Regions from separate parts of the Mus musculus genome. Here all the other regions are linked to region 4. A link is a contact called in public ChIA-PET, Hi-C, HiChIP or PLAC-seq and promoter capture Hi-C data. All regions are on one chromosome and are shown on one strand. Each heading gives the region's core, a stretch centred on a gene start, on an enhancer-like site or on the middle of the called end of the contact. The rest is flanking DNA. Distances are from core to core; before and after follow the strand shown.

What was found. Promoter capture Hi-C pulls out the DNA fragments that hold promoters and counts their contacts. A called contact is a pair of places that touch in the nucleus more often than the background predicts. ChIA-PET counts read pairs in DNA pulled down with a chosen protein or histone mark. HiChIP or PLAC-seq counts read pairs in DNA pulled down with a chosen protein or histone mark.
Region 1: a Hi-C map of B cells shows a contact between it and region 4, with 8 read pairs. The contact joins the enhancer-like site here to the promoter of Taf2 in region 4. A contact is called at or near these places in 2 of 39 promoter capture datasets (the C10 cell line and liver), 1 of 484 Hi-C or Micro-C datasets (B cells) and 2 of 9 other capture datasets (adipose tissue and liver).
Region 2: a contact with region 4 is called in a promoter capture Hi-C map of liver, with 5 times the contacts expected there. The contact joins the enhancer-like site here to the promoter of Taf2 in region 4. A contact is called at or near these places in 13 of 39 promoter capture datasets (the 3T3-L1 cell line, 3T3-L1-derived adipocytes, the C10 cell line and 9 more), 2 of 484 Hi-C or Micro-C datasets (Th17 cells and uterus), 2 of 115 datasets of contacts at active chromatin or transcription factors (bone marrow-derived dendritic cells and large pre-B cells) and 3 of 9 other capture datasets (adipose tissue, liver and macrophages).
Region 3: an RNA polymerase II ChIA-PET map of memory CD8 T cells shows a contact between it and region 4, with 8 read pairs. The contact joins the enhancer-like site here to the promoter of Taf2 in region 4. A contact is called at or near these places in 5 of 39 promoter capture datasets (the C10 cell line, embryonic stem cells, hippocampal neurons and 2 more) and 1 of 115 datasets of contacts at active chromatin or transcription factors (memory CD8 T cells).
Region 5: a promoter capture Hi-C map of liver shows a contact between it and region 4, with 3 times the contacts expected there. The contact joins the promoter of Sntb1 here to the promoter of Taf2 in region 4. A contact is called at or near these places in 10 of 39 promoter capture datasets (the C10 cell line, embryonic stem cells, hippocampal neurons and 5 more), 1 of 115 datasets of contacts at active chromatin or transcription factors (memory CD8 T cells) and 2 of 9 other capture datasets (embryonic stem cells and liver).
Region 6: a contact with region 4 is called in an H3K27ac HiChIP or PLAC-seq map of large pre-B cells, with 4 times the contacts expected there. The contact joins the enhancer-like site here to the promoter of Taf2 in region 4. A contact is called at or near these places in 4 of 39 promoter capture datasets (the C10 cell line, liver and stem cell-derived epiblast-like cells) and 2 of 115 datasets of contacts at active chromatin or transcription factors (embryonic stem cells and large pre-B cells).

Annotation. Positions count from the first base shown.
Region 1 is chr15:55,827,010-55,831,349 of GRCm38.p6, forward strand. The region is part of intron 1 of Sntb1 (syntrophin, basic 1); the gene reads right to left. Among named protein-coding and RNA genes, the nearest start is that of Sntb1, 78 kb to the right of the region's middle. Within about 2 kb of position 2,157, at least 83 of the 459 cell types and tissues checked have an H3K27ac peak or open chromatin away from gene starts, as enhancers often do. A contact at or near this core is called in B cells, adipose tissue and liver, where this site is marked.
Region 2 is chr15:56,045,142-56,049,795 of GRCm38.p6, forward strand. No RefSeq gene overlaps it. Among named protein-coding and RNA genes, the nearest start is that of Gm46516, 120 kb to the left of the region's middle. Within about 2 kb of position 1,935, at least 30 of the 459 cell types and tissues checked have an H3K27ac peak or open chromatin away from gene starts, as enhancers often do. A contact at or near this core is called in adipose tissue, liver, neural stem cells and 1 more, where this site is marked.
Region 3 is chr15:55,849,939-55,854,177 of GRCm38.p6, forward strand. All of the region lies in intron 1 of Sntb1 (syntrophin, basic 1), which reads right to left. Among named protein-coding and RNA genes, the nearest start is that of Sntb1, 55 kb to the right of the region's middle. Within about 2 kb of position 1,338, at least 51 of the 459 cell types and tissues checked have an H3K27ac peak or open chromatin away from gene starts, as enhancers often do. A contact at or near this core is called in memory CD8 T cells and pre-B cells, where this site is marked.
Region 4 is chr15:55,070,003-55,074,603 of GRCm38.p6, forward strand. It overlaps Taf2 (TATA-box binding protein associated factor 2), which reads right to left and starts at 2,150. Exons shown (of 26, transcript NM_001081288.1): 1 at 1,845-2,150; 2 at 1,391-1,445. The coding sequence starts at 1,927.
Region 5 is chr15:55,904,910-55,909,239 of GRCm38.p6, forward strand. It overlaps Sntb1 (syntrophin, basic 1), which reads right to left and starts at 2,040. Exons shown (of 7, transcript NM_016667.3): 1 at 1,115-2,040. The coding sequence starts at 1,682.
Region 6 is chr15:55,615,691-55,619,864 of GRCm38.p6, forward strand. Mtbp (Mdm2, transformed 3T3 cell double minute p53 binding protein) reads left to right here. Exons shown (of 22, transcript NM_134092.3): 18 at 1,792-2,058; 19 at 3,948-4,174. Among named protein-coding and RNA genes, the nearest start is that of Mtbp, 60 kb to the left of the region's middle. Within about 2 kb of position 2,356, at least 4 of the 459 cell types and tissues checked have an H3K27ac peak or open chromatin away from gene starts, as enhancers often do.

The DNA of each region.
Region 1 (4,340 bases), core at 907-3,406, 760 kb after region 4:
TTCTGCATACTCTGAACATCTCCCCCTCCCTCTCCCCCCCTCTCTGCCATTACATGGAGCTGAGTTCCTTAGCTCAGGCCACATTACAGATCTGGGACTCTGAGATCTATTTTTATCTGGGGTTCCTCTGTAGGAAATGTGGAGTGGGGAAGTGGCTTGAGTGATTTAAAGGAAGGGGGGGCGTGTGCCAGATTTTAAAGAGACAGTTGCAAGCCAGGTAACCTGCGTCTAACTCTCTAGGAGCCTATTGAGCTTTTGAAATGATCTTCTGTTGTTTTTTGATGAAATGGGAAGCAGAGAAAGGATAGAAACACCAGATAAAAATTAATATTAGTTGAAGATGGACACATGCAGACTGGAGGAACTGCAGAGCTGGGTTAGCAAAGTATCTAGGAAACAGTGGCGGGAAGGATGAAAAAAAAAAATCCCAGAGAGTCAGTGGGGGACCACTGAGGCCTGGAAGTGAGGAGCACAGCGCATAGAAGAAGCTGCAGCAATGCAATTAGGAGGAAATGAAGAGCAAGGTGTAATGGGAGTTAGGCTATGTAGCACCAACTATTGGCTTGCATGAGTAGCCCTGCTAATGCTTGGACCCTTTCTAACTTCAGCTGCATTGAGGGTAGGCAATTCCTTCAAGTGTCAAGAGCTCACCTGTGGACTCTCAGCTTCACTGAGTCAGACAATCATGGAGAAAACCATGGGAGGCTGGGAAGGTAAAGAAGAAGCTAGGGTGAAGTGAGATATTACTGGCTATCCTTCAGCCTTCAAACCAGTTAGAGGGTGTCGTTACTCTAGCTGTATCCTGAACAGTTGTATTCCTCAGTCGCAGTCATCCAAAGTGGCAACCAGCTCATGACTACATCCTTCCTACTTTGACTAGGGATCCCTGTGTCAATCTTCTGCTTCTTGAGCTGAAGTCCTGCATAAACCACCTGCACCTTAATCCTCTTCTCACTCCACGTTAACTCCACCTTTTGAGAAGCCCTCAGTGGGGAAACCATCAAAGGAAGTCAGTTTGTGGCAGCAATAGTCACAGCCGAGGAAGAGAGGACACTCTGGTGGGAAGGTTCTACAACATTCAATACTTTAGAGCCCTGAATGGCTGAAAGGAAACCTAAAACACCATTCCCTTGTCCTAAGGCAGCTACTTCATTATCTCACACAGCAGGGTCTCTCTAAAATGTGACCTTAAGCTAATCCTCACTATTACTAAGCCAATATCTTCCAACACCGATAGTAAGTTAGATCACTGGTCCTAATAGTATAAAAAAATCTATCACTATATTATAGGTAAAGACTCTGCATATACAGGAGAACATAGTAGTCTTTTTCTTTCTGAGATTAGGCAACCCTACATAGTATTATGTATTTGAATTCCATTTATTTTCATGTGGATTTACTGGTTTTGTTTTTCTTTAAAGTTTAATAATATTTCATTTTTCTATATGCCAGATTTTCATTATCTATTTATCTACTAATAGATCCTTGCTGTAGTAATAAAGTAGCAATAAGCATGAAATGCAAATATCTCTATGATAGGTTACTGAACTGCCTGGGTGCATGCCCAGAAGACACACACACACACACACACACACACACACGCACACGCACACGTACACAGTGTATGTTATATAATGTCTAGAAGGGAAAACAAGGCAGGGTAACAGAGGGTGATGGAGAAGGTTGGGCACAGGATTCATGAAAGTGTGTATAATTGTTTTTGTAACTTCAATTCTTTCATGTTTTTTTTTCCTGGTAACTGTAACTGATAGTGAAAGTGTTAAGCCCGAAGAGAAAGAAGAGTAGGAAGGGTATAGTAATGAGCTGGTGTGGAGACACCTTCAGAATGCTATTGCTAACTAGAGAAGTTTATTGAGATATACAAAGTCTGAGACCAGGAGGGGATTTGAGTGTCTACATTAACTTAACCTTGGGTTGTTTTTATTTGTGAGTTCCTTACAATAAGGTAACTGTTATATTTTAAAAAGAAGAAAACTAAAGGAGTTAAGGAGCTATAAATGCTGACTGTAGTACATTCCCATCCATCTGTTCTGCCTGAGATGAGAGGGAAGTTTGAGAGTTCAGTACTCACTATCTTGTGCTCTCTACCCCTCCCTCCCAACTCACTAAGGGCTGTGGGTTTCCCCCATGTACATAACAGGAAGTATTGCCTCTGTCTACTAGTGTTGTAGAAGCAAACATCACGCAGAGCATTATGTAAGGACTGTTTTCACATAGCCTCAAAAAGTCAATTCTGAATATATTCCTAAGACATCAACTGTCACTTAAAAACACGATACTAGCTTAGTGGTCAGTGGTTATCATCTATAGCTTGGTAGACTTTCTAAGAGGTATTGTTGACCATGGAGTGGAAATTTTTTCTGGGTCAGAGATCTATTTGTTGTTACAAAAAGGCAAGCACTATCTGCTCCAGGCACACTATGGTAAAACTATGCTTCATGAATTAAGCTTGTCTTTCAATTACATATAATTTTAAAATATCTATTTCCCCAACTATTCAAAGAGCTAAATTAATTTATAAATGTATTTCAAGAATATTAAAGATAATGTAAGTATTTTGAAATAGGCTCTCTTCAGATAATTGTCAAAAGGAAAATCGGCAGAAGGAAAGCAATTGTATCAGAGCTTGTTTTTTCCGGTGTACATAAGCAAAAACATGAGTTTTCAAAGGAATTAGAGCCATTATCTGGAGAGTTTCTGTCAGTGGTGCGGGATGAAAGCCATTAAAGATCCACAATGTAGGAGAGCATGTAGCTGATTGTAATCGACAATGAACTTGCAGTTGGGGTTTGAAGAGGCACATTCTGGCACTGGGGAAGAAGCTTGGCAATTAGAAAGTCATAACAATCTGAAACTGGAAGGCTGGCAGACCCACAGCCCGGCGTTACCCATGCTAATGGTCTAATAGTCAAGCTGTAGTGGCCCTCTTCAGCTTAAATAACATTTGCCAGTCTTCCCAGTCAACGCTTTTTCTCTTTTTATTAGGCATTATACTGCAGGAGTTGTACCAAGCCTGCTGTGAGCCATAGATTGAGAGGCATCGAGGTTCTCCTGGAGAGTGGCATGGGAGAGAACAGAAATCCCACTCAGTAAACATTTACCTGCTGGTCAGCACAGCATGGATGAATACTATGTGGCCTGTGGGTCAAAGTCAGCCTCCTCTCGTTATATTAGATACAATAAACTTAAAGTGTGCTAAAATCTGTGGGGACAAGTGCCAGGCAGGCTGACAGTCACGACTTCTTTTCTTTTCTATGGAGTCCAAGGGCTATGCTGATGGAGAGTAAGAACATCTGATCCACACAAGAGGCAGGCAAGGAGTGTGAGGGACAAGCAAGCAGATGCTGTGCAATTTATGGCCTGCCCTTTACCTGAAAGATGACTGTGAGCAAGTTATTGTACTGTCCAGTTTCTAGCGTTAAAATCATGATCATCATGGCAACTGCACACAGAGATGATGTGATTGCCAAGCTGTGATTATATACATGCAGGGGCCTGGGTGGCAGCAGTGTGCAGTAACGCTGGTCGCTACTTTCAGAGAACAGGAGAGTGTCTGTCAGGTACATTTCCCTGCTGTATACCAAGTACTGCAACAAGAGTGGCTGGGTTGCAGAAGGCCCTAATGACTACTAGGGTCCAAATTCAGGAAAGAGCAGGTGTTTCCACCATTCTGGAGTCAAATTCACTGAATGCTCAACACTGAGATGAGTCATAACCCCTCATTATTCTTGGTTTGCAGATCATCAAGCCAGTGAATGGTCAGCCTACTCTGTGTGAGTTTGACTCCATCCAGGGTTGATGCTTTTTCTGCCATATCACCTGACCACAGAGAAGCTATGATAGAGTAGAGCCTTAAGTCCTAGGACAAATCTTTCTGAACATTACAATGGGATGATTACCAGAGAGATTTCTGCCCAATCTTACTTGTCGGATGCCTTTGTGAATTAATTCGTTAAATAAAATTAAATTTACAAATGATTCCCAACATGATGGATAGATTTGTTTTTTTAAATTTTATTTGTATTCGAGGTATTGAATGACAAGTACGTACAGTTGTTTAGAAGGAACCTGAAAGAAATTAGAAATTGTGGCTGGATGGGTCTAGATGGGGAGTGGGTCACAAAGAGATAAGTAGGTTAACACTGAGACCTGGAGCTTGTGAATGATGTATCCTATGCATGCATTAGTAACTTAAGGCTGATTTTAGATCATTTATATGTAGCTATAATCATAGTTAATATCACCCAGAACTAGGCTTAAGAAAGAGCCTGAAATGAAAAGTTCACTGTTTCCTGAGTAAGCTGACAGAGCAGAACAGA
Region 2 (4,654 bases), core at 685-3,184, 970 kb after region 4:
GAGGGTGTTGGGCAGCAACCTACTCTTTGGAAAAAAAAAAAAAATAAAGAGTAGAGCATTTATCGTACCGCTTATTTGTTTTTCTTTTGTTTTATATCACTCAATTGAGGAGGGGGAAACTCTTCCTTCAAATTCTTCTGGCTAACAGATTTTGCAGGAACGACATAGAATGTCTCCACTTTGCTAATTCTAAAGGATGCTGGACCTAGACAATGATCATCCATGGACCACTAACTAATGAGTGACAGGAACCCTGACCATGGAGGCTTATCAGATGAACATTTTCCCTGCTCACTGATCAGTTCTAACATCAGCAAGTGGGGAGAGCTGGAATCATGGGAGTCCTGAGACAAATACAACTGAAACGGGGTCAGATCCTCCCTACACAGAGAATAAACTCTGTACTCTAATCACACGTTTGTATTAATTGTGCATGGTCACAGAAGAATAAATTATTTGACAGTATAGCATCAGTGCACCTATTATTTGAAACGTTCTATGGCCCAAAATTTCCATTTTCTTTTCAGGACAGAGGAACACGTGCATGGCAGAAGGCCAAGGGGAAGTACTATGAACCCCCAAGGACAGGGGAGACTGACACCAATGAGCTCAGTGGATCCTGAGCTGAACAGTCCAGAGGGAAAAGTGCATTTTGGAGGACACTCGGGTCCATTTGAAAGATGGCTTGCTTATCAGATTGTATACCATGATTATTAAATGTATTTTGCGTGATAGTGAGCGAGCTCTGAACTCTGGTCTACTAACAACACACAATGGCAGGCCTAGAGTTAAAGAGACACAGTATCTGGGCTAAGCTTATTACAAACACAAAACGATACATGAAACAAGGTAGGTCTGATTCAGACTGGGCTTTTCGGTTCCTATAGAGCATTCTTTGAGGGGTCACTTGAGGTGAGAAAACAGAATTTGGGTAAAATGAATGCAAAAATAATAAAAGGGAAGCTATGCTTAGCAGCATTGTCTTTGACGGGTAGCTATTTTGGCTAATATTAGATTATACTCAAAAGTACCAGAAATACCCCTATTGCCCACGTCAAGATAAGGACTTCATTGTCAAGGCCTACCAGTTCCTTGAAGAACTTCCTTCTGCTTCAGAAACCATCTTGATTACTGATGAAGAAGACAGGGCAGTGGGGTTTGTGTCTCTGCTTCTGTGGCAGCTGTGTTATCATGTCCTTTCTGTTCTCATTAGTCAACCAGAGCCGACTATTGGTCAAGAGAACTCTACCCAGCTCAGTGGAAGTTGGTTCCTTTAGGACAACCCACTGTTTTTTCCTTTTTCCTTTTATTTTTCTTCTTCTCCCAGGAAAGTCTTCAGATATTTTATCTAGTTCAAATCTCATCAATGGGAATCCCCCTTTCTTCCCTTTTGTGCGTTATCCTTGAGTTTATGTAAGGTGAGCAATTTTAAGTCCTCCTGAATGAAGCAATCTGGGCTAAAGTTAGAAAAAAAATATGAGAGAGAGAGAGAGGGGGGGGGGGTGGGGGGAGAGGGAGAGGGGGGGAAGGGAGGGGGAGGGGGAGAGGGATCGTATTGTCCAAGGCGCCTTCAAATATGCTCGCACAAACCACGTGACACAGACTCTTTGCTCCAGTAGGTTTTTATCCTTCTTGTATCATTAGAACAATCAAACTCTAGTGTTAGACCGACAGAAGATGGCAATGTATTAGTATTTCCTCACACTCTGCCTAGAGGGAATTTTGACCCCAGAAAGCAGTTCTCTGGCAGGAAACAGTGGGAGAAGACATGAAGTGAGACAATAGAGAGGATTTTCCAGGCTGTTTATCTACCCACCACCATGTTTTCCTGGGCACAGATCTGAGCCCTTAAAACCAAAACAACCTAGACTGAAAAGGTAACACAAAACATTCCCCGCGGCCATGGCTACGCAGTCCCTTGGTATTGCTGCCATCTATTGGCACCAGGTGGTAACACCGGACAAAGTGAAGCCCTAGGGTGTTTGGTGTTTGTTTCCCTGAATACCAATGGTCCCACAGGTAGAACAGACTTACTTCAGAGAGGGCGGATCATATGATAAGACTTTAGTGGTGAAAATATATGTATGTGATATATATTCTTGAGAAGGGCTGTGCGTTTGTGCTATCTTAACGTGCCCCCAAAGGGCTCCTACCAGCTGAAGAGACTAAACAGGGTAGGATTAATACCCACGAAAGCCAGTGGAATAACCTTCGCAGTTCTTCTGTGTTACAGCAGAGAATCCCATGGCCCTTTGCGGCAGGTTTTAGAGGATGGTAAAGATTTGTCCCATCTGAACGATTACTGTAAGTGTTGGGTTGTACTAAACTCATCATTATTTGAGGAAAGTGGTCTTTATTCAGTTTCTGTCTGTGTACCCAGTGGCTCAAAGTCTCTAAGCCATAGGGATTTTCTTGATCTTAGGACAGAGTCATGAGAACCTCTGGGTAAAGTGTTAGGACTATCACCCTACAGTGCATTTTCCCACTCTTCTGGATTCAGGCCAACAGTTAACGTTAATTTTTAATGAAATGACCTAACATATTTTAAAACAATTACAACTTCTTTGATTAGTAGGCAGCTACAGCTTGTGCTTCTTGGCTGTCCTACCTGAGCTTGGCTACCACTCTCCGGGGGGACTCCCCAGGTTTAGTATGTGGCTTGCCTGTGTCATGACACTGGAGACTCCTGCCACAGTTCAGGAGGTATACTGGGGGACATAGAAGCTACTTCAGAAGGAGGGGAGTCATTTAGGCCTTCTGTCTCCATGTCTCCGTTGTAGTTTATGTATATTCATTTAAGAAGCTTTTATGGATGAAATGACCTAGCATTAATTAAACTTATCTTTACAAACAAGATGAGGCGATTCTAATTGAAAAATTTGCTGATTCAACAGAATAAGTAATTACTAAAACCTTGTACCTAAAAATGAAATCAAAGTACAAATAATAGATGATATCAAGGAAGATGGAGAAGAAAGTTCAGAAAAGTCCACACTACTGTAGGTCCTGGTCAGTTTCTGGATAAGGAAAGAAATCCAGGTTAAATCAGGTGAGTCTGTGGGCCTCCTTAGAGATTATAGGGAATCCCCAGGACAACTAGCTGCAGCCTCAGATGATAAGATACACTCACCGTTAATTGTTGAATGAATATACCTTTATTCCAGAAAAAGTCCACTTATATGTTCACTGTAAAAGACATATCCAAGTCGCAAAACAGTACGGTTAGTTTCTGTAAAATGGCCTGAGTAAAAAACACACCAAGAAATTAATATTAAAACTAAAGATAATTTAGCATTATTAACATTAGGTAAAAAAATGAAATAATAAACTAAAATCTGAGAAGTTTGACCCTGGTAAATGCTGACAAAGTAAAAGTATGTAATACTCAGGGGTATTTTACAAATTTAATAATGTAGCTTTGCAAAGAAGAAAGCAAGAGCCCAGTACTACAAAGGACAAATTCATAATTCTACTCTCATTATAAGATATTTTAAGAAATTTACCTCAATACATTTTAAAAAGACAGTGATCAACAATTAAAAAGAAAAAAAACGAGATTTATACACACAATTAACACACAGAACCCAATACTTTCTAAGCATTCTTTACAAGCTTATAAAAATGGATTTCGTAAGGCCCAGTAATTGATAACAGGAAGATTAAGATCTTTGACCACAGTAGAATAATTAGAACATAAAAATAAGCAGGTGGCTCCCCAGACCTACACTTTCCAGAATAGGTACTTTTCAGGAGAGCGGAGTTTGGGTGGTAATCCAAGCAGTCTAGGAATCAGGCCAGTGACAGCATAGCCACTAACTTCACCCTAAGCTGCATGAAGCCATGTGCCTGACCAGGCCGTCTCATGGTGAGGGAGGGCATTTGCTTTTAGCTTAATGGTCCCTTGTGACAGAAAGAGTGCCATCCATCAGAGGTGCCGATCAGGTACCAGAGGCTCGTCTGTGGACTATGAGCCTCCGTGATCAGACTGCAGAGGTGTGGCCAAAGTTGGTATCATACATTCTGGCCAGTGGAAAAACAATAGGCAAAAAGTACCCCATTAGAGAGGAGCTGGATTTGAGCATGAGTTTCATTAATAGCTCAATTATAGAGTTAGGACTTCTCATTCAGAATGACCTTGGCTTTTTTGTTCACTCATTGGGTAGGGAAGTCCTATAATCATTTCCCTGAAAACATCATCAAGTGGAGAGGAAGTGATTAAGGAACTATTTATAGAATCTCAGCAGTCTCTGGGATTTGAAGTTAGCTACCAACTTTATAGCCTTTGTTAGCAAGAGGAAGCTAAAAGATCTGAGAGTGGACATTGATCCGAGGGTTGGCAGTGCAATGCATTTGGTTGTCCTTAATCTTATATTGAGATTCCCCTTCCTCATTTTTTTTTTTTTTTGAGGGAGAGCAGCAAGTAGATTATCCTGGTTACTAGGCAAAAATGCAGGACTGTCATGAGTCGGGATTGAGGACAGAGGCGAGAAGGAAGCCTGGGACTGGGAGGTTAGGTTATAGCTATTTATTCATAAGTAGTAACAAGTAGCAAAATGGGATCACATTCTTTCACACACACACTTCACTAACCTCCTGTCTGGCCCAATGTCATAGATGGTGGCACATCAGGTAAGATTTGCAAGATAGTGGACGT
Region 3 (4,239 bases), core at 88-2,587, 780 kb after region 4:
ATCTAGTCACATAAATAGAAATGATGGAATAGCAAAAAAAAAATGTAGCCATCAAACTTCTGCGGTCTGGGAACTGTGGTCTGGAAATTAAGCATGAAGGTTCTATTTGCTAAGGCATCTGGCACATGCAGTAATGGTGGAGACTGGATGGTGAAGCGATTAGCTGTCTGGGAAAGTCAGGCTCAGGTTTCAGGAGTTCTGTGGCCCCACTGAATCATTTTTGGAGTAGCCTCTAGAAAATGAAACACATTAGGTCTTCGATTTGCCCACCATCTCAGGACAGAGAATTCCAGAGAAAAAAAATAAAAGCATAGAAATTCCTTCCGGGAGCAAAGCGGTTACCATTTCAGTGCCCAGAACACAAAAATGGTACGGAAACACTGACAACGGACACACACTTTTGTCACCATGTGGTGCAGTGCTCTGGTTTCATTAGACATGGTGGGATGGAAAGATGAGGGGCAGACAGACTCAGGCAACTCTATGCCCAGCCATGCGCCTTCACAGCTGTAGGAACGGGATAAAATGCACCTGTTAGAGCTTGCATTTCCTGTTCGACATACATGAGAGCACTAACACCATTAAAGTGACTTTTGAGGTTGTTAGTAATAATATCTCTCTCAAGTGGTGTGGTACCCGGTGCTCAGTATAAAAACTATACAGGCTGGCTGTAATGTAAATGCACGACACAAAGCAAGCAAATACAAGCCACATGCCATCATTACAGCTATTGTTTTTAACATTTGTTACTAGAGTTGTCTTAATTTGCCAGGCTTTTAAAAAATGGAATCAGTGTCAGGTCTTTTTAAAAAAATTAGAGTGGTTTAGTCCAGTGATAAATTAGGAAGTCTTAGCTATACCCTATTTCTAGCTATTTCTTTCAACAATCTGTTTTTTCCCCAACTTTTACAATTAACTCTTGGGAAAACTTGAACACTAAATAGGAAGGAAAATAGTCTTTCTTCTGTGTGCTTCAACCCCAGTTGTGACCAAGGCTGTGTATTAAACTTTCCCTTTCATTGGATGCTAGCAGTTGACCTACTGAAAAGTTTTCTCATTCTGAAGGAGTCTACTTAAATGTATTGATTTTTCCATGTCTCAGAGTTGGTTCAATATACTTAACACGCACGATTGCAGTTCTTCTATACACCCATCTTCTGAAGTTTATTCTACTTTGCTGGCCATGTCCTGTGGTTGCCTGTGTACAGGGAAGAGGTTTTGTCTTGTGGTTGCCTGTTGAATTTTTGGGTTGTTATGAAAGTCTTGTATATAAATGTTGATAAAGATTTGCAAAGAAGGAAACTGAAACAGAATAAGAGGCCGTTAGAATCAAGTGCCTGTCTTGGGTTTTTAGTTGCACAGTATGGCTGGGCGTGGCTCAGTGACTGCTCTCTGGTTCTATGCTGCTACATGCTCTCTGTGACCGGACCAGACCCTCATAAATTTGGATTCTGTTTTCTCTTTGGGGGAAGAGACTGCCTGAGTATTTGAGTCAGAGCAATCATATGGTTCTCCCAAAGTTTTTATATTTTTACTTTATAAACCTCTAGACATCAGGGTTTATGAAGAAAGTATTCAACTTAAATAGATTATTTTAAGCCAGGCAGTGGTGGTGCACGCCTTTAATCCTAGCACGTGGGAGGCAGAGGCAGGCGGATTTCTAAGTTCGAGGCCAGCCTGGTCTACAAAGTGAGTTCCAGGACAGCCAGGGCTAGACAGAGAAACCCTGTCTCAAAAAAACCAATCAAATAAAGCAAGCAAGCAAGCAAGCAAGCAAGCAAGCAAACAAACAAACACCAACACCACCTCTGAGGAAGCCACCACACGTAAGCTAGGTGGTACCTTCCTGTTTATACCTGTCCCATGTCACTTAATCATTTACTGTGCCTATTGTCTCACATCTTTATGGCTACTCCCTGAAGGCAAGCATTGGGGTCTGGTCTCCACTCCACTGTATTATACAGCAACACCCTAAAACCTTCATATTCACAGGACTGAGCCCAGTGTCTGTTACATTGCATGAACACAATAGTTATTCCGAATCCATGCTTTCATCTAAGCAATCATTCAATCATTATGTCTATAATGTGAAAAAAATTCAGTGGGATCATCACTGGATCACAGCACCTGGCTAGCTTGAAATTCCTTCATTAGTGATTTGTCTGTCAAGCTGGCTTTTCTAGGTGTTTCGTAACTCAGATAACACACACGTTTTGTCCGTCTTCACTTCTTCTCAATTGTTGTTCCCAGAGGCAGGCCTCTTTGCTCTGACTTGTAAAAATGGTGCCAGTACAATTTGTAAAATGTTCTCCGAGTCTCTGAAGGAAGATGCTGTAGAAAGGGAATTGATTACAAAATAATTGAATACACTGGGGGTGTATCTGGTTTTCTGTTTAAATGGAATCGACTAAGGAAGGGTCAGGGATGCTCCTTTGTTCAGGGAAAGATGTGAGAAGATAAGGAGGAGAAAGAAGAGGAAGGGATGTTTCCATCTGTCATGAAGTGTCAGGTGGAAAATGAAAGGCAGGCTGCCATCTTCCACGTGGAACCAGGTTTATGCATGAGAAAAGGGAATTCTGATTTAAGTATGGGAAGGGTTCCTGGTGAATACAAATGAACCCTTCCTCCTGGAGCCTCGGCTCCAATATACTACAACTCGGGTGCTGAAACCTCACAGAATAAGCACACAGCTTAAATATGACAGGAGGTTTCCAGGGAGAGAAATCTTACCTGTGATTCCTAGATTTCATTGAATTACCCACCTATTATTGCCAAGAGAACAAGTTGGCTAGGACAGAGTCGTAGTATAAAATGGAGACGTTTTGATGAGGCTAGACAATGCAGGGAGGTTTCATATGTCAGCAAAAGGACAAGTGAGGGAGTTCAGTTACACCAAGGAGGAAATACAGGTGTGTAGGGGAAGGGGAGGGCAGGTAGTGTGGAAAAAACCCACAGCCTTTGAAGTTTAATGAATTCATCTAGGCCAAGATCATGTTGTACATATTAAGACAATCTCGGAGACTATGCAAAGGTGTTTCCTAGTAATGACTGACAACTGGGTAGAGAGAGGGGTCATTTCAGACAGGGTGTTTTTTATGAAACTTCTTGTAGTCATTTTTCTCTGTACCTACTTCCACTTCTTTTTCTTGCAGCAGATTCTGATATCTTTGTGATTTGAAATTTTCCAAGCTACAGCTTATGTGCAAGAAGCCTGTCTCAACGATCATGCCTGCACCTGCCTTGGTGACAACTTTGGCATTGGCATTGGGAGAAAACATCTGGTCTTACAGCTGGCCCCAATTTATCTTTACCTTTACAAGTTTGTCTTGGGATTCAAGGGCTTCTTTCCAATTAACTATTATATAAAAAAGAGAAAACAAAACCAATTCCCCAGCAAGCAGCACCATCAGCTGCCAGTTACATAACCAGGAACCACCTACTTAACCTCTACAGCTTCCATTTATCATTTTTATAAAATGAAAATAATGCCAGTATGAGGACCAAGGAGAAAAAACTTGCAGAACAAATAGGTGCAGTTCCTGCACTCAGTGGGTACCCAACATTGTCGTGGGCAGCTTTTCTAAACTGTTCTCTTTCGCTTACCTTGTTATAGCTCAAACTAGCTATAAGGGTGCAACTTCTCACATTGCTCAATGAATTTTGAATTTCATAGGCCGTCTTGGTATTGTAGCCTGCACCAGATGTTGGTCCCCATACCCCTCACCACCCGTAGCCCATGAACCTCCTTTATAAACTAATTTATCTCATTAAAAAAACATACATAGTAAGAAGGGAAGACAATCAAATTGGAAGAGATAATTAGCAAGAGGCAAGCCTAAATGAACGAGGACAGGTTTAAATGGTTCATTAGACCTCATGGTAATGAGAAAGCCAATTTGATATTGGGGCAAGCACCTTGGCTAGGTTAAAGCTTCTAAAATCACTGGAGTTAGTTATTAATACATACATACATTCATAATACACATATACATATGTATTTATATTTTTTATATGTGTATTATATATGTTTGCATACACATATATATTCTATATACTTTTCTATATGTGATTATACATATATAATTTAAGGGTCTTTTTCTTAACATATGATCATTAATTTCCTCTTACATAAATTGAAAAGTACTCTGGCCAGCTTTATAAGAGCTGTCCTTAGCATTGTAAAATAAATAAATAATGTGCCCTTTTCTAAAATCTTTTTTAGAGTCACTAAGTCTGATC
Region 4 (4,601 bases), core at 900-3,399:
CTTGCTGATATTATCAAATCTTGGTTCTTCTGAATTGAACATCTGAACTCTCAAACATCCCTACAGTCCAGTAGTCAAGCAGGAAGTATTTAGAGGTCACGTAACTAAATGATATTATAGATCAAGTCTATTAGAATAGGACTAATGCTTACTTGTTTAGCCCTATAAGTTATAATAATGGGTCCCTACCCAGTGAAGTAAGGGCTATTATGGTGGAAAAGGTGGACTGTTCATTTCTCTATTCCAGGATACTAAATGCAAGCAAGCATATTCTCTTGTGGATTACAGAAAGTAACAGCACAAACATGTGAACAATGTCCACCAGAGGCTCTTTTGCTGGGCTACATGTAGGCAGTAGCTTTGTTCTTCTACCAATACGTTATTTACCCATTTTCCCTTTACCTGTATACACTCAGCTCCCTCATTCATAAAATTTGGACTGAGGGGGCTGGAGAGATGGCTCAACAGTTAAGAGCACCCACTGCTCTTCCAGAGGTCCAGAGTTCAATTCACATGGTAGCTCACAACCATCTGCAATGGGCATCCGATGCTGTCTTCTGCTGTGTCTGAAGACAGTGACAGTGTACCCACATATATGAAATAAATATGGCCAGAGCAAGCAGGATGGGGGGGGGGGAAGAGCTGGGACTTAAATCTTATCTGTGTCAAGAGATTACAGTGAAGAATCAATGGGTTAATATACATATCCCTTAAGGAATGTCTTATAGCCGGGCAGTGGTAGTGCATGCTTTAATCCCAGCACTTGGGAGGCAGAGACAGGCGGATTTCTGAGTTCAAGGCCAGCCTGGTCTACAGAGTGAGTTCTAGGACAGCCAGGGCTATACAGAGAAACCCTGTCTTGAAAAACAAAAAACAAAACAACAACAACAACAAAAAAGGAATGTCTTATAGACAAGAGCAATTCAACTAACACAGTATAATTCTATCAATCACGTTGACTCTAATAATGCTAAGCTTCACTGAGAGGTATCATGAGTTTCCTATACTGCTGAAGTAAAAACTTAAATTACAAATACTCCCTAATGTTTTCACGTTCTATCCCCAAATAGCAATGTGTGACAAATATTCCAAATGACACTCCATAAATGAACAGCTGAATCTAAGACTGCTATGACTACAGGCTGTCCTGTCTAATGCACAATGTGAAGGTGTTTGACTATAAAGACTTCCTATTGCACAATATACTTAGCATATTTGAACATTTTAATCAGGAAATGGGAAAAGGTGGGGAGAACAGAGAACAGCATGTATAGCAAACTAGACTTGAATTCTTATGTCTTATTCTGGGGCACCATATAATCTGGAAGACTATAGAATCCCCCCCAAGAACTGTGAAAGGCTGACTTATGATGACCGGGAGTGATCTTACCACAACTGATTTTCGCTGGAAGTTTATGTTGTTGATACAGACGACCTGATGGGTTGTATATATAAAAAAAAAGAAAGAAACGACTATTATTATATGAAAGCATAAATCTAAGTACGAATAGGGACTATATACTGAGCCGCTCAAAAACCACACAGTAGTTTGTCTTCGAATTCTACAAAATGAGTAACCTGCTTATTTTAAATCGAGCAACAGCCATGAAAAGGTTTGTCTTGACAAAAAAATATAGCGGTACTTTAAGAAAGGTTTATGAGCCCGTGGGCGGGGAAGGAGTATGCTGAACAATTATTCAAAACCGTTTCACCCTACAAACATCATGTCCCCTGGAGTGGGCTCTAATTTCCCACTAGTTTCCCGGACTCATCAAGTCACTCACAGAATCAATGAAAACAAAATCAGAGCAGGGCGAGAAACGGAGTAGGGGAAAGGTACTTATAATTTGTACGGCCGTGGGCTTTCGAAGCCCTTGTCTCCTTTCTTCCTGTTCATCCTGGAGGACTCTAAGCCGGTGGGCGGCATGAAGAGCTCCTGCGGGGCTCGCCTTTCAGGCTGCACGGGGCGCTGCAGCGCATTCCCGGTAGCGGCCCGTGCACCCGGAGCGCCTAGCCACCCGTCCTCCGCCTCCTGTCCCCTCCCCGACCACTCTCAGCCGCCTCCGCCCGGCCCCTGTCACACAGATGAGCCGCGCTACAGGAGCTCTAAGCGGCCGCCGCCGCCTGCGGACATCTTGCCGGTCACCTCTGACCGGTGACGTCAGAGGAAGTGGCGCGGCCGCGGAGGCAGAACCCGGAAGTCTTGTCCGGGCGTGAGTGGGCGGGGTTTGCACGATAAGTTTGGGATTTCTCGTCTGGCTTTTCTCCTTTGTCTCAAAACTATTTCTAAAATTAAGAGAGCAGAGGGAAGATTTACTGGGTGAGAAAAGGAAGATGGGGAAGGAAGGAAGGGACGTTAAGTGTTAGGCGAATCGTGCTTGTGGAAGACAAGAAGGGATGGAAGGGGCGAGGGACTAGGACCTAGTAATGGTCCCGAAACCATTGCTGTCAAGAACAAACTCACCCATTTGGACCTTGTGGTTTAAACTCCAAATGTGTAATCAGACCGCAGGGAACTCTCAAGCCAGAAGTCCCATGGCCTCCGTATTTGTCTTATGAATTAACAGATTTTCTTTTTGACATTTTTGAAGCTGTGGATTTTCTATTCTTGAGGGTTAAAGATGCAAACCAATGTCCGTTAATTCCGTTAGAGTATTGTCCATTAACATTTTCCCACCTGCACAGATTTCACTCCACCTATCTTTTTTACTCCTGACAAGGTCGTTAGCTGACTTTAAATTAATTTGAACTTTTCGTCTAAACAAAACCAATTAGGAAAATAAAGCCATAACTTTATTAAACCTTCCAAAACTAGACTTCGTTTTTCCCAATGAACATTTATTTATTAAACCCACACAAAGTAAAGGCAGAGCTCATAAATGGCTTACACAATCTTTATGCAGGACCACTTCCTCAAGCGTTCTCATTTGCTGGGACCATCGTCAGACTTATAATTTTTTACAATTCCCTCAAGGTAGCAGTAGGCTTGTTCCAAGTTGCAATCTTCTCAGAAATGCAGGTGAATGAAGTGCAGTGATAATCATACCCAGTGGAAACTGTTGTTTTAAAGATAGACTGGGGGGGCTGGTGAGATACCTCAGTGGTTAAGAGCACCGACAGCTCTTCCAAAGGTCCTGAGTTCAAACCCCAGCAACCACATGGTGGCTCACAACCATCCATAACAAAATCTGATGCTCTCTTCTGGAGTGTCTGAAGACAGCTACAGTGTACTTACATATAATAAATAAATAAATAGATAGATAAATAAATAAATATTTAAAAAAAAAAAAAAGAGGGCTGGAGAGATGGCTCAGCGGTTAAGAGCACTGACTGCTCTTCCGAAGGTCCTGAGTTCAAATCCCAGCAACCACATGGTGGCTCACAACCATCTGTAATGAGATCTGATGCCCTCTTCTAGGGTGTCTGAAGACAGCTACAGTGTACTTACATATAATAATAAATAAATCTTTAAGCAGGAGTGAGCAGGGCCAAGCTGAAGTGAGAGAGGTCAACCAGAGCGAACAGAGGTCCTAAATTCAAATTCCCAGCAACCACATGACAGCTCACAACCATCAATACAGCTACAGTGTATTCATATACATAAAAAATAAATAATAAATAAACTTTAAAAAAAAAGATAGACTGGGGAAAACTTGCTTTTTTTTTTTCCACGGAGGTGCCAATCTGCTAAAAATCTTTGCTCAGGAAGCTGGAAAGTAACATAACCATCTGTGGTCTCACTGGCTTCTTCTAGAAAGGTGGATGCGACTGTCTCAACATCACTACAGGACACAAAAGTCCATATAAATATAGATACACACACGTATGGTTGACAGGCCTGTGGTCTGGTTGAATCGCTGTTGGGGTCAATCCTTAGGCCAGTGGCTCTCAATTTGTGCATCATGACCTTTTGAGGGGTCAAAAGACTCTTTTGACAGGGTCCCGTAGTAAAATGTACAGATGTGCACATCAGATAGTTAGGTTCCAATTCATAACAGCAAAGGTACAGTTATGAAGTCGCACTGAAAATAATTTTATGGTTGAGGTCAACACACGAACAGTATTAACGGGTTGTAACATTAAGAAAGTGGAGAACTGGCAGGGCGTGGTGGTGCACACCTTTAATCCCAGCACTTGGGAGGCAGAGGCAGGCAGATTACTGAGTTCAAGGCCAGCCTAGTCTACAGAGTGAGTTCCAGGACAGCCAGGGCTACAGAGAGAAAAGAAAAAAGAAAGTTGAGAACCACTACTTTAAGCCAACTGTTAACATGACCTCAATTGATTCCCACTGGCCTCTGTTTGAGTTTAGTAGGTCAATAGTTGGATCTAGTAGGTCTTCACTGGTTGGGTCTGTGAGTCATCATTGATTTCATCTATGTATGGACTGGGGGAAGCCATAGCTGGGGCACACAAGACAGAGTGCCAGGACTTTGCAGAGCATAGCTCCTCGTTGAGAGTGGGAGCAACCAGTGAACAGGAAGACGGAATTGCCAAAACTAGAAACGATTTATAGTTAGCTAGTGAGTTTTACCCACACAGGGGAGTACTGCTCCTCCAGTATTCTTCACATAGAATGCAGGATTAAGCCCACTTTATCAGTA
Region 5 (4,330 bases), core at 790-3,289, 830 kb after region 4:
ATCTCTGAACAACTCAATCTGTAGTTAGGAAGAAGCTGAGAAAAATCGATGAAATTATCACGCAGTGTGAGTGCCAGCCAAAGTGTGTACTAAGAGTTACAAAGACAGAAAACCAGAGCTGGGGCAAAGGAAACGCTCAGAGTCCCCCACCCCCACCCCCATATTGCCACATCCAAACTGGTACTTCCTAGTCTATACCCATTGGATGATTATAGAGTTGAAGACACCAGATTTTCAGAGAGCGTTTCGAAAGTTCTTCATATTCATGGGCAGGGAAATCTGTTTACAAATGCAGAGTGGATTTCACACTTCTCCAGGAGACACCAGCAGAAAAAAGAAAACACTTCACCAGCTCTCCACCCAGGGGAACCTGGAATCCGGACTGACCGGCTGAACACCCTGCAGTGGAAGTGAACTTGTGCCTACATTGGCAACATCTTTCCCAGCCTTTGGCACTACTCAAAGCTGCACAGCCTCATGGACTCTCTCTGGTGCTGGAGGGAAGGGAAGCAGGAACGGGTGGCTGAGTTTTAGCATTCAAATACTGCCACCTCTCTCTGGCTTTTATTTTTATTTATTTATTTATTTGTTTATTTATTTATTTATTTATTTATTACCTCTCAGGTCTTCACAGCTGGATTGCCTAGGCTGTGAAAATTTTTGCCAAAGTAGAAAAGTACTAGAGCTGCCTAGAGTCAGTGGCCCTGCTTTACAATGTGGGCAGATGCAAATTCCGTCCACTCTCCATTTCCCGGTCCATTTCCCAGACTCCAAATTACATTTGGATTGTCCGCAGATAAAAATATGAAACCACGTGTACCGATAAGTATGAAACTTCCGACACCAGTGCACTAAAGCACTTCATCCAAGCCAGGAAAACCCAGGCACTCCAGTGTTTTAGTACAGCGCCCTGGGTCAGGGCCAAAGTGAAGATGAGTTTGCCCCCAGGTAGTAAAAGTTGTCAAAAAAGAAAGTCGTGCCACTGCTTTTGCAAAACACAGGCACTGTGGGGTTCTAGGGCTTTGGGGCAAGTGGCTGGTGAGTGTGAGTGTGCTGACGCGCAGAAGAGTAAGTGGAACTGCGGGATAAGGCCGGCGCAGGGTTAACCCCTTACCTTCCAGCAGCACTTCCTTGCCTGCGCGCTTCAATGCCTGCACTGCCTCGTCGTGGGTGGCGTCCCGCAGGTCTGCTCCGTTCACCGACAGGATGGCATCGCCCACATACAGGGCTTGGGTCTGATCCGCTGCCAGCCCCTTGAAGATCTTGCTGATGAGTATGGGCATCTTGTTTTCCTTGCCCCCTTTGATGCTAATGCCCAGCCCGCCCAGCTCCTGCTTCAGCACCTTCACGCCCCTCTTCTGGTTTGAGATGGACTCAGGTACCTGCTCCGGGAGGTCGGTGAAGGCGGTGCGGACCCCGGCGGGAGAGTCCGGGGCTTGAGCGACACCGGGGACCGGGTGCCCGGTCCCGGAGCCCCTGCAGAACGAACCATTGGTGGCAGCCCCTATGCCGTTGTACGCCGCAGCGCCCTCCTCGCAGCTCAACACCAGGGCGTCCTCGCTCAAGTTCACCAGAACTTTATGCCAGCGATCCCGCACCAAAACTTCCAGCAGTCCGCTCCGCTGCGCCCGGGCGCCTCCACCGCCAGCCGGCGCAGCCACAGCCGCTGCCGCTACCGCCATCTTTCCAGCATTCTTAAAATGCCATGTGATTGCAAACGGGGGAAAAGTAGAGAAGGGGTGAGGATGGGAGGACTCAGGGTAACCGAGGCACGGAAGAAGCAGATGCCTGGCAGCGCGCGCTCAGACCCCGGACTCCACTCCCCGTGTTCGCGGCTGCGCCGGGCGCCAGTTGCAGCGGCGGAGCTTGTTCCCCCTCGCCTGATCCTGGGCGGGGTGGAGCAACCTAAAAGAAGACGGAGAGCCCTCGACAGGGGAGGAGGGAAAAAAGCCAGCTGCCAGTTGCAAAACCCCAAACCGAGAGGAGCCTAGGAGCTGCGGAGCGGCCAAGTGCTGTAGAGAATCGGTAGGAGGAGGCAAGGGCGGGGACCCGGAGCCCCAGCCGCTCACCTGTTCGCCACTGCAGCGTCACACTCCCACGTCGCGCTGGCTCAGACCCGGGTGCCTCAGTTCTCAGCCGCACCTTGCCGCAGCTCCCCCAAACCTACCGGGTCACAAACCACTACCCCAACCCCGCCGCCACCCCCTTTTCTTCTCAACCCTCTATTTTCGACGGGTTTCCACACTCACCTTTAGTAGGTGCGCTCACTCTATCCTCTTGAGTCAACTCCCCTCTCTCCTCCCGCAGGTGTTTGAAGATCCAAGTCTTCCTCAAACCAGACCTTCGCTGCCTCAACTCAGTCTCCCTCCACCCCCATCCCAGGACTCTGGGAAGGAAACTACAGAGAGAGAGAGAGAGAGAGAGAGAGAGAGAGAGAGAGAGAGAGAGAGGAGGGAGAGGGAGAGGGAGAGGGAGAGGGAGAGGGAGAGAGAGAGAGAGAGAGAGAGAGAGAGAGAGAGAGAGAGAGAGAGATCCTAGGCTGTGCCAGAAGTCAGGGGAAAACTGTCACAAGAACATAGAATGAAGCCTCATCAAGCCACGTACTCCTATCCTCTAAGTCAATGCAAGGCATCTTTTGGGGGAGTTTGAAGACAAGAGGGCTTTCTTTCAGTACCTACCCTGAATTTCAACGGGGCACTGTCTGCCTCATCTTCAGGACACAGTGTCTAACTCAGTGTCTGCTCTTTGCATTGCTCCATACTTCCCCCAACCCCATCCCCGTGCCAGCCCAAACGCTTCTCAGGGCTCCCTCCTTTGTTCTTAGATTCCATATAGGAAATGTCTTCTTTAAAAGCTAAGAATAGGTTTGTTCTCCAAGTTCCCTGAAAACTGCTTGTTTGGCTCTTAAGCTGCTCTGTCCCAAGGTGATGGCATTGTAACTCTTGGTTCCGTTCCTAGGCCAATCAGGAAATGCCACCTTAACTGTAACCCAAGCCATGGCTGAACATCCCAGAGTTCTGCTAAGCAGGTCCCACACAGTTCACTTAAACTGTGTTAAGACTTACTGGTCTTCCTGCTGTGCCCTCTCCTTTCTCCAGATGACAAAATAAAAAGCAGAATCTGTTAATTCTGGAAGGTGAAGCTCCTGATAAGATGCCAGTAGGAAGAGGGTCTTCTGTAACATGCATGTCATCACCCCACTGTGATGGGTATTTGCAGCAAACAGCTCTAGTTCTTTCCAGACTTACTTAATCAAGGATACTTAAAAACTCTCAGGAATCCCCGTGAAGTCCCTGACAGGGATTACAGAACTCAATGAAAATACTTGAGACTTTCTTGAGAAACTGAAGTCACTACAGCTCACACAGGGTGTGCCACTGTCCTGCTCCTGTAAGTTTTAACTTTCTATACTTCAAAAAAAAAAAAATCTTCATTTTTTTTTTCATGTAAACCTGCCCACAACAGGGACAGGAGCCCAGGAAGTTCTTCAGTCCTTCCTGTTGGACTGGGTTAGCCAGGGAACTAACACAGCTGGCACCACTGTTGGAAAGAAACCTGAGAGAGAGAGAGAGAGAGACAGAGAGAGAGAGAGACAGAGAGACACAGAGAGAGACAGAGAGAGAGAGAGACAGAGAAAAACAGAGAGAAACAGAGACAGAGACAGATGGAGAGAGACAGAGAGCAACAGAGAGAGAGAGAGACATACACAGAAACAGACACACACAGAGACAGAGACACACAGAGACAGAGACACACATACACACACAAACACACACAGAGACACAGAAACACACACAGAAACAGACAGAGACACAGTCACACACAGAAACACAGAGAGACAGAGACACACATACACACACACACAGGAGAGAGAGAGGGAGAGAGAGAGAGAGAGAGAGAGAGAGAGAGAGTCGGGAGGGGGGAGCTGGCCTTTGGTTTAGAGGCTGAGGTTTCAGGCCCTTCATCACTAAGTGTTTGCTTTTGAAATATAAATCACTAGCGTTGGCATTGCTACCAGGATGCCAATGTGAAGATGAAAAAATCAAAGCTAACCTGTCCCTGGACCAGAAACCCCCAGCCAGCATCCTAATGCTTTGCCTCTGTGGCTCTGCAGTAGATGCATGCCAGACACACCCACAAAGTAATTGATCTATTAGGCATTAGAAATGGCAGGCTCTGGGATGGGCTTTTCCACGAATCTCTGTGCTAAGCACATTTTCTTCTGTGTATGCACACCTCTATGGAAAGAAAATAGATTCCTGGTTGAAAGTTACATCAGAATGAAAGGAGACCAAAGTTGACTATCAGGAGGCCAGAGGCATGCATGTGG
Region 6 (4,174 bases), core at 1,106-3,605, 550 kb after region 4:
GGCTAGAGAAAGAATCAAACATCAGGATCTGTGATCTAAACCCACTCTTTTGCCTGTCAGTCCTCTGACTGAAGCACTGATTGCTAATAGTTCAAGTTTAGACCAGGGTTCCTCCACTCTACACTACTACACTTTAGGATCACCGAAGCAGCTTTGAATTTCCGCTGTATATGTAAGATATATAACACCATGGTATTGCATATCTGCAGAGTGGCATGATTACTACAGTCAGGCTAACATAGCTACACTTCACACAGTTACTTCTTTTTGCCATGTGTAATAAGCACTGAAAGTCTAATGCTAGGAAATTTGGGGAGTAGAACACACACGGTTTCCTCCTGCTACATTAGAGCTCTAGATTTATTCATTCTACAGGACTCAGTCATTTTGGACCCTTGGACTGACAACACTGTCTCTCTCCTAACAATGACCTCTATTCTGCCAGCTCTTCTGTGTATTCTCTTTTTGTCTTAGAATCATCTTTAAACCCTTTTTTGGAAGTGCTAGTGATGGAGTTAGGGTGTGTGGTATATATGTTCAGGTTTCCAGTGGATTATAAGATCTATCTGCATTGACTAGAACAAGATGACCCTTCTTCCTTAACCTCAGGGATGTCACACTAGTAACTAAATGGTTACTTGGGCTCTGCAATCATCAACTACAGTTTACATTCTGATTATGCTCCATGTGACTGGTGTGCTGTAAGGTGCACAATGGTAGAGGGTAAATCTGGGGATGATGGAGGCAGCCTTGTTCATTTGGTGGCCACTGCATGTTTTGAAGTCTGACCCTAGTACACCACTCACAATTAATCCTGATAGGGCCTCCTTCCATAAGTACTTCAAATCACATTTTCACACTAGGCAGCAGAAGCATAAAATAATCTGCCCGAATTCACATAGCTAATAGGTAACGGAACCAGGACTTAAATCCATATAAATCTATGACCTATAATCTTTGAAATAAAGTTCTGAAAGCCTCATCGGGCTATCGGGTGTCCGAGAATTGACATGTTCCTTGGGAGATGAGCTCTGGTATTAGGGGCCATGTTAGACCCCTTTTACAGTGGAAAGGACAGATGAAAAAGGTTTGTGTCTATTCTACTTGGACCACCCATCATTCATGGTGAAGTCATTTGTGGTCCTTGATGCAGTTACGGAAAGGGGAGGATGTGGAGAGCTTTGCAAGGCCATCGATGCTTTCCCTGCTTCTTTGTTGTGCTTGGCGTGGATTTTTGAGTCCAGAAGCAGTTGCACAGCTAATACGTCATTGACTCACTGGATTAGGTTAAACCAGAGCCCAGATATACAGGCAACCAACACGTTTAAAAGAAAATCTGTAAGTCGGGTGACAAGTGAATTTCAGTGTTGAATACCGTTATACCTATAAATCTTTATGCTGACAGTGAACTCACCCTTTCCAGCAGAGTCAGCATTTCCCATAGTTGCATCCCCATCATGCTGAGAACTCAGGGGTGGCTAGAGTTTTAAGAGGCATTAAAACAACAGCCATGCCAGTTTGGACATAATCCAAAGGACGAACTGAATCTCTAGCCACAGAAGTGCATCGAAGAGGAATTAGATTGTACTTCACATTCGTAAATCTTTTTGTCCAATAGCAGACTAAGAAAAAAATGTGAGCTGCCGAGAAGTAGGCCATTCAGTCAACTTTCTAACAATTGTTAGGGAACTAGGCAAGTTTTAAGACAGTGTCTTGCTGTTTTCTTTTAGAAAGGGAAAAAGGCCCCATTGTTCTCCTGGATTTGATTTCAACGCTCTTTTCTCATTTTAGATATTGCCTGGATGACCAAAAAGCTTTAGAAAGAGATGGGGGATTTTCTGAACTTCAGTCGCGCCTTATTCGTTACGAGACGCAGACCACCTGCACCAGAGACAGTTTTCCAGTCCCCACCGTGCTGAGCCCTCTTCCATCCCCTGCAGTTCTGTCAGAGCCTCAGAGTGTCCCCGAAGGAGAAGCACTGCAAGGCGAACTGAGGACTGAAGTTTCTGGATTGAAGCGGAGATCTAAAGACCCCAGCTGCCTGTACCCCCAGAAAAGGTGACCTGTCGAGTCCACAGGGACAGTGTCTCCAGAGAAGTATCTTGTTCTCTGGGAGGATTTCCTTTCATGTCTGCCTCAGACTTTTATGCTGCTGATTGCATGGGTTTCTTGGTTCATTCCTTCATACTAGGAAGTTCGTTTGTATTTTGAGTACTCAACTGGTTTTGCTTCTAAGGTGTAAAAAGAAATGACTTGGAAAAGCCAAGAGCTTTTGCTTTCTGTGTTGATGCTCAGCCCATCAGCACAGTGGGTGTGTGAAGCTGTCAAGTCAAGAGCTCTAGAGGTGCCCCCAGTAGGTGAAGGCTCAGCTGCCCTTTGAAGATGATAGTTGAGGGTGGAATTTTTTGTTAACTCTCTCTCTGCTCTTTCTTTTATTTGCATTGGCCTTCAACCAAGAGGCTTCATGGGGCTCCATTCAAAAACCACTCATTACATGTAAATAAAGCTTCAAAAGTGTTAGTACATTTTATGGAACTTTTCAAGACACTTTGTTTTGCTAGCCAAATAGTCCAAATATATTAGAATTTAGATGTTGATAAAATAAATACTGAATTTATAGATCTATAGGCCATGTGTTAGATTTAGCCCTGGGCATAAAATATGCTGTAAGTTCTGACTACACTTAAGCCTTTAAAATAACTATAAAATGTGTAGAAATAAACCTTCGAAGATCTTTGGAATAGGTGAAAATACGAATATGCTGTTTCCTGCTATGAAATAGCTAAATGATTTTTATGACAACTTTGTTAGTTCATGGCATTTTTTTATGTCTGATTAAGTTGCAAAGCAAAGGCGTTAAAAAGATTTATATTTGGACAAAGTATACTGTATACTACAGTGTACAGTAGCCTGAGAGGAACAGAAGGATGCTTCTAATGTCTGCTTTGAAAAAGGAAAACATTTCTTTTTTTTTTTGGTTTTTCGAGACAGGGTTTCTCTGTGTAGCCCTGGCTGTCCTGGCACTCACTTTGTAGACCAGGCTGGCCTCGAACTCAGAAATCTGCTTGCCTCTGCCTCCTGAGTGCTGGGATTAAAGGCATGTGCCACCACGTCCGGCTTAAGGAAAACATTTCTGCGTCATTGTAGAAGCAATATAAATGATTTAGGAAAGCTGAAATAAGAATCATTTTTTTTGTTTTACTTGTATTTGCTTTTAGGTACTTATTTTGCACAGATCGTTGCACAGGTATAGCACAAAGGCTTGTGGTTTCTTTCGTAACATTCTTTAGTGAAGGGTATGAGTGCTTCCTCTAGGGTTCTAAGTGTATAAGTAGAGGAATCCTAATATTGCTCATTACATTCCTTGTTAGCTTGAATTCTAGTTATCACTTGCCTTCTCTTTTAGCACTGCCCTTGCTACTTTTCTGATAAAATACTCTGACAGAAGCAGTGTCAAAAAGAAAAGGCTTATCCACCTCACAGTTGAGGTCTGCGGTCCTTCATGGCAGGGAGGTCACTGTGGTAAGATGGAGAAGCAGTGCACTTACCCCGCCCACACTCACAAGCAGGGAGCAATCCATGCAAAGTGCTGCTCAGCTCCCAGACAGTCTAGCATGCCATGGAGACGGAGAGGGAGGGGCCCACTCACGGTAAGATGGGTCTTTCCACAGCGATTAGTGCGGTCATGATAACCCACCACAGGCACACTCAGAGGCCATCTGTCCGGAGAGGCTAGATCCTGTCAAGTTGACAGCACTACCACAGTGCATAAGCACGGAACTAAAGAACAAACAGCTTCATTCTTTGGTGTCAGTTATTTTATGCAAATTACTAAGAGATTTTAGTTTTCTTGGATTTGTGTTTAAATGAAAATAGTTGTGACATTAAAAGCGAAAAGTAGGCTCCATTGTTGATTCATTTCATTTGTACTTTTTCCCTCCTTACAGACTTACGAGATCAGAAAGTTCTGATTGTTTGCCTTCCCAAGCGAGTTGCAATAGTAATCATCACCATCACACAGGGAAACCCAGGAAGCCTCAGGCAGAGCGCTGTGTGTCAGGGCTTCCTCTGCCTGGCCGGGAAGCTTCCAAAGATACCTCAAAGACCAGTTCAGGACAAAAACGAGCACACGAATCAAAATCATCAAAGCAAATGAAGGAATCACGGTCCCAGA